2 separate regions of the Mus musculus genome follow, and region 2 is linked to region 1. Evidence: chromatin contacts called from public HiCAR-type data. All regions are on one chromosome and are shown on one strand. The core of a region is the stretch at or near the end of the contact, and the rest is flanking DNA. Distances in the headings are between cores, read along the strand shown. Region 1 has its middle 21 kb from the start of Gm24940. Region 2 overlaps Kifap3 (kinesin-associated protein 3).

Region 1 (5,615 bases), core at 399-2,898:
CCCTGTTAGCAGGTAGTGTTTACCAGAGAGTTGTAAACTGCACTTACTGAAGAGCACAATCCTGTTTTGAATTTGAATTTAAAGAGTTCTTTTAAAACTCGATTCCCTGTAACTGTTTCTGTTTGTTTGTCTGTTTTAAACGGGCTGTTTCTATGGGCTTCAGAGAAGCAGAGTTCCTGTAAGGATGGTTCTTGTGTTGAAAATAACCTTTTTTTTTTTTTTTTTTTTTCTCAAAAATTTCACCTCTGCATAATTTTGCTGAATTACAGTGCTTACAGGTGGCAAATCTGTTCTCAGGAGAGCACAGCTGATTTGCAAGTCATGATAAAGATCTCTGATTGCGATTAAGGGAGCAGACTTCATTGCTTGATGGGCATTTGACTTACAGAGTAGAAACTCAGCTCTAAAGCCCTCTTCTTTGTTTGGAGTTAGCAATGTAGTACTCTGCAGGAGCTTATCTAACTGCTCAGCCACTTCCTCTTTCATAGTATTGGCCCAGAACTGACTCAAGTTATTCTGACCCAGCCCATTCCCAGTGACCTTTAGAAATGATGTTTGAGGTTTTGTATTTCTAAGGAGCCAAGTCAGCATTTTAAAAAGCCCTGATAGATATAACTCAGTCTGCTAGCTGCGACCCGAGGCCAAGCTGGTCCAGGGTAATTATCCCTCCTCTCAGCATAGATCTACCCCAGGCCTGACTTGTGCTGTTCTCTGGAGAGATGGGGTGGAGTGTGCGGGGGCCCCAGGCTACCTTCACCGTAATGTTAGAGTACTTTTGCAAGATCCTAATCCCAAGCAGCTGTCTCCAAAATGCAATGTCATCTCTGCAGTGGATCAAGCAGCTGCATGTAACAACTCATACAGATGTGTATGGTCTGTGCCCCTCTTCACTAAGCTTATGGTCTAATTAACAGAATATGATTAACATCTTATACTCCGATGCACAGTATCTTTAAGGAAAGCAAAGTAAGTGGCTAGAATATTAAACATGGATAATTCTACTTTTAGATATTCCATCCAGTTGTTTGGGCGTTGTGACTAAGAACTACTACATTATTTTACTTGACTTTTACCACTAAAAACAAAATATCCATGTTAAACAATGAGTCAGATTGGAAGATTTTTTTTTTCAGTCTCGTTACCAAAGTAAGAGTACAAAGAAGTGGGGGTAGGTAGGTATCATGTATTGAAAGTTAGACAATCCACTAGGGTAGCCAGTACAAATCCTCATCAACTACTGGAAGAAATAAAGACACTGTTATGATAAAATGTTGAAGGTATCTTCCTGGAAGGGAAATAATAACAGGAGTGTAGGAGCTCAGTACAGTTGTCAAACCAAGGGGCAGTAATGGCGTAAGCCAGGACAAGCTAGCAAGGGGCAGTAATGGCGTAAGCCAGGACAAGCTAGCAAGGGGCAGTAATGGCGTAAGCCAGGACAAGCTAGCAAGGGGCAGTAATGGCGTAAGCCAGGACAAGCTAGCAAGGGGCAGTAATGGCGTAAGCCAGGACAAGCTAGCAAGGGGCAGTAATGGCGTAAGCCAGGACAAGCTAGCAATGGAACCATGAGAAGTGAAGGTGAGTCAACACTAGGCCTGTTGGGAGATCACGTCAGAAAGTTCTCTCCAAGCCAAATGACTCCAGGAACCTAAAATAGACACAGAATTAAGCAATAAGATGTGACAGGGGTAACATTGCTCAGAGATTGTAGGATGCCTAAGGGGTACGTCACTAGGCCAAAGGTTCATCCTATAAGGGATGAAATGATCTTTTGAGGTCTGGTGCCATTACAAGGAGAAGAAGGAAATGAGTAACCGGAGTTAGAAAAGTCATTCTGTGAGCTTCAGAGATTGGGTAATAAGGCCATGTGTACAGTCCGTGTGGCTGTTGGTTTCATCCAGCTTTCTGAGGCTACACCAGAGGCTTCGCTTAGAAACTTATTTACTTAGCCAAGCAAAGACAAAGCAATTCAGTCGCAAACTTGAAAATCTATACAGTCTGTCAGGTTTATGATTCGTTGTTAGGGCTTGGGCTTTATTGCTGGGAGGTGCTGAGGAACACACGAGTCATTTTCCATATGTTGGCTTGCTTACTTCATGTCCCTCCAATCAGATGGGGCCTTAGTGCCACCGAGATCTGCTTTAGACTAAGACTAAGCTTTCTCTGCCCTACCTCTGTGCTACCCAGAGAAGACAGGAAGGCCCCTGGATCAAGTGGCTAACCAAACTCGCCCCCCCCCCCATGTTGGGGACAGGTCTGTCCAAGGTAAGAGGTGAGATACTCAGTAACTGTAAGGTGGAGAAAGAAAGTTCCAACTGAAGGGAGCTCTGGAATGTCTTCAGATGGAAGCTGGAAGCTGACAATTCTTCTCCCACAGTCCTGAGTCCTCCCAGTTCAGAAGATGATAAAAGTGTGGCTGAAATGAGTTTCTGTGTGCCTTAATGTCTTGAGGTCCAGGGCAAAGCCATGTCCTAAACCTGTCAGAGCAAGCAGTGGCTTTTCTGGGCTCAGAGCCTTTTCAGGTGACGGGTTTTCACTTTTAAAATCAGTTTGTAGGAAAAGAACGGAGGGCAATGTAGGGAAATCCAAATGTCCCATCTAAGGCTTCAGTGACGTGGGTTGGGAGAGTGGTGAGGGAGAGGGATGTTTGGACAGTCCCACCAGGTAGCTCTGGCTGGCCTAAAACTTGCTTCCTCTACCAGGCTAGCCATGAATTTGGTCTGCCTGCCTCAACCTTCCAATCACTGGGATTCCAAGCAAGAGCCAGCACACTGGGCCACTCTTCTGGAATTTTAATCTATGACATAAGCTAGCAGTAGACAGGTGAACAGGAAATACAAAATCTACCAACATGTAGACATACAGGAGATAGCGTGACACCCAAGAGGACAGGTAGTTGATGGTGGGGTACTTTTACAGAGAAGGGAGAGTGGAGTGTAGGTAATTTCAGAAGGCAAGCAAATCATTTTGTAAAACTAATAGAAGAGCCAACAATGGCTTGGAAAGAGGCTCCTCTGTATTCTACATGATGTTAGACTTTCATTCTTCCTGTAATATGAAGTTGGCAATGAAATTCTAGAAAGGACATTACAGCCATTTGTGTTCCTCTTTGGATGGAATTTGATCGGGTAGATAAGAAGGAAAAAAGCCTCTCCCAGTGCTTGATAGAGGAGGTAAATAAAGAGGCAGACTAGAAGCTTTGACTCTGAGGCAGCTTGTAGGGGTCCAGAGCTTGTCAAGACATCAAATTTCTGTGACCCTGTTCTTGAAGAAACTTTGAAATCAAGGGTCACTCCATCGTATCTGGAGAAGTATTTGGTGCAGATAGACTTGCAGGTTCAACAAGCTCAAATGACTGCTCCAAGTGAATTCAAGCTGCTTTGACAGAATTGCATTGGTTTTGAGCCAGGATCTTGCTGGGTATCCCAAGCTTTCCTAGGATTCTCCCAATTTCACCAGTTTTGAACTTAGGTTGTCCCCCAGCTCCAGCCTGATTGTTATCTGCCCAGGCTAGTATCTGAAACCACCAGTCCCTGTTACCCAATCCTTGGGAATACTGTTATCATACTTGCCATAACTGTGGCATTCCTCCAGCTCTGCTGTCTGTTAGCCACCCCTATATCCGAGGGTCATAGAGAATTTTAGGCTTAGCTCCCTCACCCCCCCCCCCCCACCCAAGGTCACCTCAGCCCTTTTAGTCTGTATATACTAGGCAGTTTCTCTGGCCATAATACCTACTACAACGATTTCTAAGACTTGCTACCTTCTGGAACCCAACTAAGAAATACACTAAGAAATAATTGACTTAATACTTTAAAACCCAATACTCCAAAGCCTAGGAAGAGGAAGGGTAAAAGAGCCCTGGAGATCCCTGGAGACCACATGGCTTCTAACCCTCTGGCTTTGCCTTAAAATTGCCTCTTGTATCCCAGCCAGGGGAATTTTTATCTTACGTGGGCAGGGGAAAAAGAAATTGGCTCAAATGGATCAAATAGTCGTCCAAATCTTTTTTGTCTGAAGCCCGAAGCTGAGCTTTTTAAACTCCAAAGCCAAGAATTTGTCTCTTTTGTTCTCTGACTCTGCTGTGACAACACTCCCTTGAGGCACAGAATGACTCATGGTCTAACTGCCCAGATTTTTTTTTGGGGGGGGGGGGAGTAAAGAGTAACAGGAAATCACGGGGAAAACACATTGGTTAATACATCAAAATATTAGCCTGCTATGCTGCCATTTCTCTTCTCTTTCCCATTCTCTGCTAAACAGAGACAAACCTGCATTCCTTGCTTGCATTGTGTAGTAGATAGGTTTCCTTGGAAGTGACCAATAGGAATCAGTTCTATTTCCCCTTCTTGGGGAACTGAAATGCAGGCACTAGGGGAAGAGATGGGAGAGACTGGAGTACCAGACAGACTTCCAGTTGGAGAAAACACTAATGATAAGAAATATCTTTAAAAGCTGAACTTTCTCTGGTCTCCATTCATCTCCCAAATGTTGACTATCTGTTCCTGCTTACTGCTGTTCACTTCTTTCTGGAAAGGGACTAAGTTGTGGTCCTCTGGACTTGGCTGACACTGAAATCTTAGGCTATGGTATCTGACTTCCAAGGGGAGAGCTTCTGAATGGGCCAGTGTGGCGAGGGGGCATCAACTGAGTCTGAAAAGACAAACCCTCACGATCCAAAGTGTCTGTGAAGTATCTACTGCCTCCGGAGGAGCAGACAAAGCTTTGGAAAGTGGAGACTAGGTAGACAAGCTCTTGGCTGTCTGTTTCACCATTTCCATCCACCTTACAAAACAAACTTGCTGCGGTTAATGCACACCTACCCTGCAGGAGCTGTGCTCCCTACCTTCTATTGAGTTATTGTCATGTCTGGTCCAACGGACTGTCATCAAGTTGTGTGCATGACTTTAGTTCCTCTTTCTCACAAGGGCAAACAGAGTCTTGCAGAATTGAAATTACAAAAAAGCATTGAGTTATTAGATGAATCAATGGACAAGGATTGAAGGAAAGATTTCATTAAATTAGTAAGTTCAAGCAATTGTTGGCCTCTAAAAAAGGAAAGAGGTACCTAGTATTTTTGCCACTTTAAGCATTGTTGGGGCAAAGTGTCTGGTTGAAGCAATCTTGTTAATTTTGGCTCCCAGTTGGAGGGTACAAGGCTGTGTGTCTCATGGTGTGTGAAGTCATGGCTGCAGGAGCTTAAGACAGCTAGCTGGTCATTGCATTCCAAAGCCAGGATCAGAGAGCAAGAAGTAGAAGACCAGTGTTCTGCTCAGGTTCTCCTTCTGAATTAATTGGAGACCTTAGCGCACAGGAGGATGCAGTCATGATAACTCTTCACTGGAAAGCTCATAGGCTTGTCTCCTAGTTGATTCTAGAGCCCGTCAGATTGCCAATACAGACACACTTGGTGTTATGTTCCCAGAAAAATCTACACCTATGTTAAGGAGTTTACAGCCTGGTGAAAACCAAAATGACCCTGGCTCTTTATTCTCTTCAGTAGCTATTTAGCCATATCTGGCCTATTATTTTTTTCTTTCAATTATCAGGTAAGACATTTTAAATGTACTAATTGAGCAGATAATTAGCTTCCACCAAACCCAAAATAGCACCCAGAA
Region 2 (5,042 bases), core at 2,259-4,758, 510 kb before region 1:
CTATGCTGGCCTGCATTGATATCCTCTTGCCGCAGCTTCCTGAATTCTGGGCAAACAGATATGCACCAACATACCTGACTAAATTCACTCTCAATTGTATCGATATAGTCGGCAAAAATTCGACCAGTACACTTGGAAAACCATATGAACTTTACCACTAGACGATCACTCTTAAATGGTGGTGATGTGTTCAATTTCCCAGCCAAGCCAGGGTTAACACCCATGTCATGTCTTTAAACACAAGGCTGTGTACAGTCGATGTGTTAACATTTTTATAGGATTCAGTTCTATTATTTTACTTGTAGATTCAGTTATAGCAGTATTTTTTCCTCCTAAATGAAAGTCTTAATAACGTCTCAATAATGTGGTTTCCCTTGAGAAAAACCTTTGGGCTTTCTACGCAGCTAGTAAGCATCCAAAAGCTTTGCTCTGACCACCAGATAGAAACGGCACTGCCCCAGTGAGGGCCATCCACTGCCAAGCTCTCGTGCTTCTAACTGTGAAAGGAAAGGAAATAACTGAAAATAGCTTTCCAAGCGACACTGCAACCTCTCCAGGGAAAGACATCTTCCCAAGGTTCCAGTGATTTTTGGCTTGCATTTCTATTTTTTAGTAACATTTACAGTTTGCTAATGCTGATCTAATAAATCTAGCTTTAATAATCTAATAAAATCTAGCCTTAAAGGTTATAGGCCCAATTTACTAATAAAATCTAATTCAATTTTCCATGGGAAATGCAAATAATTAGTGTCCAAGCAGTGGAGGGAGGCCTTTTCACCGCACTAAAGAAGCTGTCTCTAAAAAGTCTCAATAAAAACGACAAGTAAGACAAGTAGAGCAAACTCACAGGGATGTATTTAACAGGCACCAGAGAAGCACCATTCTCTTTAGAAGGGACTTGCACAAGACAATCACTCTCCAACCAAATGAGACAACCTCATTCTTTCACTTTCATTTTAGTACAACTGGATTTACTCTTTAGAGAGAGTTTAAGGTAATGAACTAATTACTTAATGCGTTAATATACTCTTCATAGCTTGCCTTCAAGAAAATGTGAAATACCAATTTGCAAGAAGACATGTCCAAATGTATTAAAGCAAAATAGGTTTATAATTTGTCTTGCTATGAAGTGAATGTTATACCTCCCTTTTAAAAACATTTTCTCTCTACTGCCTCAAACAGAGGTCACCAGGAATAACGTCTGATGTCCTTGTCATCTGGATGCAGTAACCGTGTGCAACAAAGGCTGCTCCTCGGACTGAGCTTAAGGGCTTCAGTATTTATCACTGCCCAGTTCCGGTTGGTTCCCTAAAAATCTCTGACCCTTAATTTCTATTTTCACTCTTCACCCTCTTCACATACATGACTTGATCAAATGTGACATGTGCAGGTATGACGGTCAGAGGCATGTGAGTCATTAGCTTTGGTGTACTCAGATTTTTAAAAAGTCTTAAACATTTTCTTGGAAAAATTTAAAGGTTCCTAGGAATACTTTACTTTGAGAAATGCAATTGGTAATATCCAGAAAGTATAATAAAATTTCTCATAAGGATCCTTTCACATAGCAAGTCTCCTAATGAAAACAACCTTTATGTGAGTTTCCCCACCACGGACATCTTAGAGCTCCTGCCATTCATGCTCAGCAGGTTTCTGCATCCTACAAGTTTACAGGGAGAGTGATCACTGCACTGTTTTAGGCATGATTTCCTTTGTTATATAGCTTATGAATGATTTTATTAATTTCAGGAAATTCTGCGACATATTTCCACTCCATCAATCCTGACAAAACTAGAAAGAGCTTAATTATTCCTCTGATTTAGACCTGGACAGCATTTACTACTGTGTTTGAGATGTTTTTACATAAGCTAAAAAATCCCTTCGATAACTTAATATTCATAATTAATTTTCAATATATTATAAAAGTTTGCATAGATCTACATATTTTCCGGTAGAAGCATCATTATAAAACAAAGCAATTTTTAAAGTAATGGGATGCTATACTGCTATTCAACCTTGCTGTTATATTCTCAATATACATACATATGTATTTATAAAGAAACTGTGTCTTTAAAAATTATTTTCTCATTTGTATGTATGAGTGTTTTACCTGGGTCTGTGTATACCATGTTTGTGCCTGCTGCTCACAGGGTCAGAAAAGGTCATCAAATCCCTTGGAACTGGAGTTACAGATGTTTGTGAGGCAACATGTGGGTACTGGGAATTGAATCTCAGGTCCTCTAAAGAAGCGGTGGTGCTCTTAACTGCTGAGCCATTTCTCCAGCCCCTCTTCTGTATTTCTTTTAATCAAGGCTTTAAAAAAAACTTTATTTAAACCTATAAGCAGTTCTTTTAAACATGCCTGCAAGTCTCCAGAACTAAGGTGTTTTGGGGACCTACACATATAACCACGTCAAGAACTCAGTGTATAGAAGTTTAGCAGTGCATTAAATATACAGGACACTGAATGAGTTATTTTATTTTTAAGATTATATATTGTTTGATAATGGCCTTGTCCTAAACCTGGTAAGTTAGGGTTTTGATGGGGGATAAGGGCAGCCTTAGAGTGAAAGAAGTGACTCTCACTTGTATACACAGAATCCTAGTGATAGGAAAAACAACACATGAAAAACTAAGTGGTTGGTAGTATAAGGATGCTTCCTAGCAGGTCTGACCACCCGCATTTAATACTTGGGGTCCATGATGAAAGGAAAGGACTGATGCCTGCAGTTTCCCTCTCATCTCCACATGCATGCCATGGCAGGTACAGTCAATATGGAAGTGTAATTTATGGTTAAAATTTATGGTCTAAATGATTCTTTCATTCAGAGAAATAATCTGCTACTTCATTATGATCCTGAAACTAACACTTCAGCCGTTATTTAATGGTTCACAAGATAAGGAGGCTTCAGTGAAAGGCATACATGTATAATATATAAGCTCAAGCACAAAACAAATAACAGTAAATACGCTAAGAAAAAAGACAAGAGGTTGTAACTAACACACAGAAAACGAAGGCGTATGAAGCAGGGAACAGGTCATGGGCGAGTCCACTTCACTCTGACCTCAGCGAGATGGTCAGTGATGACATCATCCTACCAATAACAAAGAGCGCCAGGCTCTCTGAAAAATATTTTTCAAAGCCCCAAGGAAACTGAAGCAGACTGCGTTTTTTTTTTCCAGTTTATGAAAATTGGATTCCTATAAAAGGAAAATGGACCATTTTTACTGCAACAAAAACTGATTTGTAAAAGCTGGAAGCAGTTTAAGAATACTCTCAACATGAGGTTCTTGTTAGTCTTGAAAAGTAAGAGTTATAATAAAAAAATGTCCAAAAATATGGCATGAATACATAGTACATAACATTAAAAAAAAAAAAAAACAACCAAAAACCTTGCCTTGCTCCCATTATTTTTAATTAGCTTCAATACCAAGTTCCACTTCACTCCCAACCCCAGTTCAGAGCTGGGGAGATTTACATTTGACACTGTGATTGGCAACCTCAGAGCTAATGCCTTGGAGCCCTAATGCATTTTGCATTAGCTCTAAATGTCGGGAAACCCTGGCGCCAAGAGGTTCAAACCAATAGTGACACGTGTCTAAAGCCAAGGATTTGCTGTCCAACTGCCAGTATCTATTTTATCAAACGTCCGGTCTCTCTTGTAGAATGAGATAGATGAGTTTAACAGCTTTCACTGTTTCCAATTAAACTGACTCACCACATTACAGAAATGCAGACCCTCAGACTACGAAGCACCTTTGACTTGAGCTTAGGAAAAGCAACGATATAGATTAGGTCTTAACACTTTTTTCAATTTGGCTTAGTTTCTCAGATTTTAATTCATATATCTTTTAATTATCAAACATAAAAATTAATTCTTTACCTAGCAGGCACCCGGGATCAACTGCTTTACAGGAAGCTACTCAAATTGAAATGTTCCCGTAATAAAGCCTGAAAGCCATGGAAGTCGAGTGGCGGTGGCACTTCCCATTGCTGTAACTTTCTCATGCTCTGTCATACATGCCACTGCCAATCACTACAAATAGTGTTGATGAGACAATGCTCCTGTTTCCGCATTAATCTTTTACTATTCTTCCCTACATAACTTTGCTAGGTTTAGCTGTCCTCAAGACAATGATGAGGAAGCAGGGAAGAGTTGGTAGGTAATCTGGATATTTCCCTGACTTAGGGAGAGGCTCCAGAGGCAGCACTTCTTCCCTCTAAGGGTAACCAGGCTTGTCAGATTTTAAATCCACAGCCTAAGTTCTTTGTCTTTTCAACACCAGGAGAGGTGAGAGTTAAAGACAACAATTTCAGGTTAGTGAATGGAACATTTATGGAAATATATTCTTATATTATTTAAAGTCAGTTAATAAAATGGAAATTTTCATAATCAGCATTTTTTTTGCTTTTTTTAATTGGATATTTTCTTCATTTACATTTCAAATGCTATCCCAAAAGTCCCCTATATCCTCCCCCCTACCCTGCTCCCCAACCACTCACTCTCACTTCTTGGCCCTGGCTTTCCCCCTCCCTGTACTGGGACATATAAAGTTTGCTAGACCAAGTGTCCTCTCTTCCCAATGATGGCCAACTAGGCCATCTTCTGCTACATATGCAGCTAGAGATACAAGTTCTGGGGGTACTGATTAGCTCGTATTGTTGTTCCACCTATAGAGTTGCAGACCCCTTCAGCTCTTGGGTACTTTCTCTAGCTCCTTCATTGGGGGCCCTGTGTTCCATCCTATAGATGACTGTGAGCATCCACTTCTGTATTTGCCAGGCACTGGCAAAGCCTCACAAGAGACAGCTATATCAGGGTCCTTTCAGCAAAATCTTGCTGGTGTATGCAATAGTGTCTGCGTTTGGTGGCTGATTATGGGATGGACCTCCAGGTGGGGCAGTCTCTGGATGGTTCATCCTTTGGTCTTAGCTCTAAACTTTGTCTCTGCAACTCCTTCCATGGATATTTTATTCCCTATTCTAAGGAGGAATGAAGTATCCACGAGTTGGTTTTCCTTCTTGATTTTCTTGTGTTTTGGAA

Evidence for each region. HiCAR-type assays count read pairs that join an accessible place to other places.
Region 2: a contact with region 1 is called in a HiCAR-type map of fibro-adipogenic progenitors, with 3 times the contacts expected there. The contact joins two enhancer-like sites. A contact is called at or near these places in 7 of 39 promoter capture datasets (the 3T3-L1 cell line, 3T3-L1-derived adipocytes, the C10 cell line and 4 more), 7 of 484 Hi-C or Micro-C datasets (CD8 T cells, the G1E-ER4 cell line, the P5424 cell line and 3 more), 3 of 115 datasets of contacts at active chromatin or transcription factors (the NIH/3T3 cell line, embryonic fibroblasts and fibro-adipogenic progenitors) and 1 of 9 other capture datasets (embryonic trunk).

The regions. Positions count from the first base shown.
Region 1 is chr1:163,378,679-163,384,293 of GRCm38.p6, reverse strand. No RefSeq gene overlaps it. Among named protein-coding and RNA genes, the nearest start is that of Gm24940, 21 kb to the left of the region's middle. Within about 2 kb of position 1,648, at least 113 of the 459 cell types and tissues checked have an H3K27ac peak or open chromatin away from gene starts, as enhancers often do. A contact at or near this core is called in fibro-adipogenic progenitors, where this site is marked.
Region 2 is chr1:163,892,472-163,897,513 of GRCm38.p6, reverse strand. The region is part of intron 19 of Kifap3 (kinesin-associated protein 3); the gene reads right to left. Among named protein-coding and RNA genes, the nearest start is that of Scyl3, 35 kb to the left of the region's middle. Within about 2 kb of position 3,508, at least 9 of the 459 cell types and tissues checked have an H3K27ac peak or open chromatin away from gene starts, as enhancers often do. A contact at or near this core is called in fibro-adipogenic progenitors, where this site is marked.